2 separate regions of the Mus musculus genome follow, and region 2 is linked to region 1. A link is a contact called in public Hi-C data. All regions are on one chromosome and are shown on one strand. The core of a region is the stretch at or near the end of the contact, and the rest is flanking DNA. Distances in the headings are between cores, read along the strand shown. Region 1 overlaps Lnpep (leucyl/cystinyl aminopeptidase). Region 2 has its middle 28 kb from the start of Lnpep.

Evidence for each region. Hi-C and Micro-C count contacts between places; a contact is called where the count stands out from the background.
Region 2: a contact with region 1 is called in a Hi-C map of hematopoietic stem cells, with 4 times the contacts expected there. The contact joins two enhancer-like sites. A contact is called at or near these places in 4 of 15 datasets of contacts at CTCF or cohesin (CD8 T cells, the NIH/3T3 cell line, large pre-B cells and 1 more), 85 of 484 Hi-C or Micro-C datasets (the AML12 cell line, the C10 cell line, the C2C12 cell line and 53 more), 10 of 115 datasets of contacts at active chromatin or transcription factors (CD8 T cells, the HPC-7 cell line, bone marrow-derived dendritic cells and 6 more) and 3 of 9 other capture datasets (adipose tissue, liver and pancreatic islet).

Annotation. Positions count from the first base shown.
Region 1 is chr17:17,579,995-17,582,694 of GRCm38.p6, reverse strand. All of the region lies in intron 1 of Lnpep (leucyl/cystinyl aminopeptidase), which reads left to right. Among named protein-coding and RNA genes, the nearest start is that of Lnpep, 43 kb to the left of the region's middle. Within about 2 kb of position 1,309, at least 41 of the 459 cell types and tissues checked have an H3K27ac peak or open chromatin away from gene starts, as enhancers often do. A contact at or near this core is called in the HPC-7 cell line and hematopoietic stem cells, where this site is marked.
Region 2 is chr17:17,651,099-17,653,798 of GRCm38.p6, reverse strand. No RefSeq gene overlaps it. Among named protein-coding and RNA genes, the nearest start is that of Lnpep, 28 kb to the right of the region's middle. Within about 2 kb of position 1,393, at least 4 of the 459 cell types and tissues checked have an H3K27ac peak or open chromatin away from gene starts, as enhancers often do. A contact at or near this core is called in the HPC-7 cell line and hematopoietic stem cells, where this site is marked.

The DNA of each region.
Region 1 (2,700 bases), core at 60-2,559:
TCCAATGCTTAGCTGTCAGTATCTGCATCTGTCTTAGTCAGATGCTAGCAGAGGCTCTCAGAGGATGGCCATACCAGACTCTTGTCTGCAAGCACAACTTGGCATCAGCAATAGTGTCAGTGTTTGCTGTCTGCAGATGAGATGGAACCCATGGTAGAGTGGTCTCTGGTTGGTTTTTCCTTCAGTCTCTGCTTCATTTTTGTCTCTGCCTTTCCTTTAGACAGAACCAAATGCCTCCCGTTAGACAGGGACAATTCTGGATTAAAAATTTTGAGATGGGTGGGTGGCCCCATCCCTCCACTGAGGGTCGTGCCTATCTACTGGAGGTCATCTCTTCAGGTTCTGTCTCCCTGCTGTTGGGTATTTTGGTTTATGTCATCCCCTTTGGGTCATGGAAGCCTCTCTCATCCCTGGAGGCTGGGACTTTTTCTAGTGGCTCCCCAAGTTCACCATCCTCCCCCCCCCCCACACACACACACCCGCTACTTATTTCTACTAGTTCTCCTGGCTCTCTGGACTTCTATCTCTTCTATCTCTTCTCTGGTCCTGCTCCCCTCCCCCTTTTTTCTCTCCCCTTCCCTTCTCCCATCCATAGTTGAGTAATAATACTCCATTTGTAGTAGTACTCCATTTTCAAAATGTGTATAAATGTACCACATTTTCTGTATCCATTCGTCTGTTGAGGGACATCTGGGTTCTTTCGAGCTTCTGGCTATTATAAATATGGCTGCTATAAACACAGTGGAGCATGTGTCCTTGTTATATGTTATATGTTATATGAGCATCTTTTGGCCCAGGAGTGGTATAGCTGAGTCTTCAGGTAGAACTATTTCCAGTTTTCTGAGGAAACACCAGATTGATTTCCAGAGTGGTTGTATCAGTTTGCAATCCCACCAGCAATGGAGGAGTGTTCCTCTTTCTCCACATCTTCACCAGAATCAGCTAAGTTTTTGATCCTAGTCATTCTGATTGGTGTAAGGTAGAATCTCAGGGTTAGTTTTGATTGGCATTTCCCTGATGACTAAGGAGGTTGAGTATTGAATGTCCTAATTTCTTTAGGTACTTCTCGGTAGCATAATTTTTACCAATTTCATAATGGAGAAGTAGAAAATGGTTGGCCATCTTACTCTAGTTTCTTTTCTCTCTAAATCAGAAGTGCACAAAAGTACGAATGACAGTTAACTCTTAAAAGGAAATGAGTTCTCTTGACAATGTTCTAGTGAGTTTAGTTACACAATAACAGATATGTACTAGACTGAATGAAGGAAGAGGAAATCATGACATCCAGGCAGAGGAACTAAGTAAAAAAAGGCCTGCCGGGGAGAGATTTCACCTGACTTGTTCTTAGGGTAAGACAGTCTGCTATGGTCTGAGCACATCTAGGAATAGTGTGGTTGGTGCCTGTAGGATTCCATCAATCCTTCTGACATGCATGCAGATCACTGGGTAATCTCCTGAAATTCCTGCCTGGAAGGGAAGGAGTCTGCTTTTGTAAGAAGGTGTGACGTAATACGGGTACTGTGGTCTTCATTCTGTACTTTGAGTAGCAGTTGTAAACTTTACTCTAATATGAGTAGTGTGCATTTATTTTGTGAGTTATAAGTTACCACTGTTTATTCTTTATTGAGCACTATGTTTTCCTGTATATTAAGTAATGTCAGTTATGTTCTAATGTCAGTTATAATGAAATAATATTTTTAATTTCATTACCAGATACCAAATTGTTAAAAGCTCTTCCCTTTCATTAAATTAACATGAGTCAGAAGATGCATTACATTAATGAGAAGATTAAAATTTGAATAAATTGTTTTAGATCTGGGTTGAAATGTACAATTAAATACCTGTCTAACTTTAAGATTAAATTAATCCATTTATGTTTGTTTTTTTCATGCCTTAAATTTAATTTTGTTACTTTATAGAACTCTTGTGAAGATTAGAATTAACTGTAAAGTACCTTGTGAGAACAAATTAAAGATGATTTCAATTTGTTAAACTCTTGAAATCCCTTAAAAGCTGTGATTTTTAATGTAAAATATTGACTGTCCTAATTCTGAGTTATTGAGAGATATGTAGTATTATTTTCCCTTTGCTTCTTCCAACCTTTCTTCAGTGATTCTTGACAAGTATGAGGGGGGCGGGTTATAGCTTAGAAAGCCCCCACTACGTCCCTGCCTTAAGATATGCTGACACTCGTGGTGTTTGTTCTCTTTTAAAGATGGAAACTGCTGTTCTTGTGAATGCTACAGGAGGGTGAAAAAGCAGGTGTTTGAACTGTAGTTGACCTGTTTTTTAAGTTTTTTGTCTGTGATACTGTTTCTTGCTTACCAAAACTTCATAAGTTATTTTCTGCTTTTATTTTGCATTGGGCCAGAAACATCCTTCTCTTGTGTGTGTGTGTGTGTGTGTGTGTGTGTGTGTGTGTGTATACACATTTAAAAAAAAAAAAACCAGTGTGATTCCATAGTCGTTTCCTTACCACAGTCCTGCCCGCCATCTTACCCAAGCAATCGCCCGTTCTCTTGAGGAGCTACCTTTTAAGCCTAGAAGCAGGCAGACCAGTTTATGATTTGCCTGAGGGAGAATGGGTCACAGGAAAGAGACCAGCAACCTGGTTTTATAGTATTTGGCCAAGAATTATAGGTGTCCAGACCCAGAAGTAAGACATTGAGTGTCGTCCTTTCCTTTCGGCCCCACTTAGTC
Region 2 (2,700 bases), core at 144-2,643, 71 kb before region 1:
AATTAAAAAAAAAAAAAAAAGTGGTGCCAGGCACCACAAGAATAACAGAAAGTGGTGCCAGGCACCACAAGAATAACAGAACTGTGCTGTTTTCTGCAGTTTTGTTTTGTTTTTTTACTTTTTTTTAATAAAGTGTGCTTAATGTCTCTACAATTTTGTTCAAATGACTGCAGAATCTGGAAAAGTTGTTGCTGCTGTATTGACGGGTTTTTTTATACATAGTGCTATTACTGGTCTCTCTCTATATATATATGTATAAATTTTTATATATGTAATATATGTATAATATATGTACATACGTATATATAATTTGAATTTTTGAACCTTTAGCTGTGCTGTTAACTTTGGAAAAAAGTTCTCAGTTTACTGTGTTGAGTTGGCATTGTAAAGAAATTAACAGCCATATTGGTCTCGAAATGTTGAACTTAATTTTTTTCCATTTGTACAAGGTTAACACAATGTATGAAATATGTAAGGTTTTATCTATGTGAGTCTGGTTACAAAAACTTATAAAGTATTTTCTAAATAATGAAAACATTTTTGTGTGAATTGTAGTGATCAAAGTGCACACGTATGGGGAAAACCTAGTGGGAAGACATCAGTGCCAACAGTGTGTGGAAGAATAATAATGATAATGATAATAAACAGGGGTAACCAACATTGATTTTAAGTTTTTATAGCTAACACAGGTTACTTGTTCAACTTGTTCCTGGTCCACAGTTGCTGGCTTGTTTCCTGCCTGATTGTGATTTAGTTACAGGGTTATTTTGTTCCAGGACTGATTTATAGATGAGAAACTAAGGTTTGTTTTTTTTTTTTTTCTTTTCTTTTCTTTTCTTTTTTGTTTTGTTTTTTGTTTTGTTTTTTTGTTTTAGCTTAATTTAATATCCTAGTTTCTGTTACAGCAGCCACAACAAATTCAAGAGTAAACACATTGCACCTTCTAGTGAGGAGGGCTTCCGACCTCTACACTGTCCAACCTAGACTTTCAGCAGGTTCCCCAAACCTGCTAGCATAGCCAGGAAGGGCTGGCGGCTAACACACAGGAAACTGGCTGATTAGTTATAAAAATGTGAGAAAGCCAGCAGGGTAGTTTGCCCACTTTTTACTCCACAAATACACCGTAGTGAGGCTTGGTATTCTCATACTGCCTCATAGATTTCGCACAGAACCAAGAATATGCTCATTCTGTTCCCCCCACTTTCTGCTTCTCTTCCTTTGCTCCTTCCTTAGTTTCTCTGATATTACACGTAATGACTCCGTTACTATGAACAGCAAAATACTTATCATAATGCTTAATGACTCAATTATTTACCATTCCTTACAGTGTCTGTAGGTTAGAGATTCAGACAGGGTCAATGAGGATGACTCATCTCTGCTCTGCAATGTCTGGGGGCCTCAGAACCCATGAAAGGCAGAGTGGGGTAATCTGAGCCCCACTTACTCTATTGCCTTGTTGTAGGCACTATCACCTAGAGGGACTTACATTGCAGTTTCAGCTAGGTTGTTAGTGTTGTTTCTTCACATTGACCCCAATTTTGCCACAGCATTGACTTAGAGTCCAAGGAAAGAGAGATGAAACACAGTGACAGAGTTTGCGGGACACTTAAAAATCATCTTTCTATGGTTTTACTGTGGGATTTTTTTTCTCCTGTGGTCTTTTTGTTCCCAGAAATAATGACTCTGAGATTTCTTATATATGGATAAATGCCTAGGCCAAAAACCTTGGCTCTGTTCCCCAACAAACTCGTATCTCAATAATCCAATTCATTATGTTCTAAGCATGCCACATGTTTCATGCATCTGTCTCCTAAGTTTGAGTTGAATCTCCCGTGACTGACTGACTTTTTCGAATCTTTCTCTCTCTCCCTCTCTCCCTTTCACTCCCTCTTCATCCCCTCCCCCACCCTCCCTCTCCCTCTCCCTCTCTCTCTCTCTCCCTCTCTCTCTCTCTCTCTCTCTCTCTCTCTCTCTCTCTCTCTCTCTCTCTCTCTCTCTCTCTGCAGAACTCCCACCTCCTATTTCCAGCCTCAGCTCATTGGCCATAGACTCTTTAAATTGACAGGTGATGTAAAGATTCTCTCTACACCAGAAACAGCAGGGAGTTGCATATACAAATTCACAGAAGCTGTGACAACATGCACAAGACCTGTAGAAACTCAGGCCAGATAAAATTCCAACATAAAAGGGATGGTGAGCGGAAATCCCCATCCTTGACTGAGGAGTTTTGGCATTTAATATCTGCTGGAAGTGAGAGAGTCTTTTCTTTTTAAGAGTGCAGCCTCGATTGAGTTGATTACTCTGCAGTGAAGGCAACACATCTGTGAGTATATGGGCAGTACAAACTCTATTTGATATAAAAACTCAAAAGATACAAAGTTAAGTTGAGCGAGAAGGGAAGGGGTGGTTGAATCTAGAAGCAATATGGGAAGTAGATATACATATGATCAAAATACACTGTGTGACATTCCCAACCAACTAATAAAACAAAGCAGGCTTCTGTTGTGATTGTACTCTCTTGCCTCATTACACTTCTGTGTAATTTATTGACTTAGCTGGAATTTATACTACTTGTAGTAGATTGTATCCTACTTGAAGTCAGTGACCCTAAGGTTAAGAAGAGATACATGGTTCCTTGTAAGTCAACTCTGGCACTCCACAGGCATAGAAGCCATCCCCTTTGCATGCCACAGCTATAAA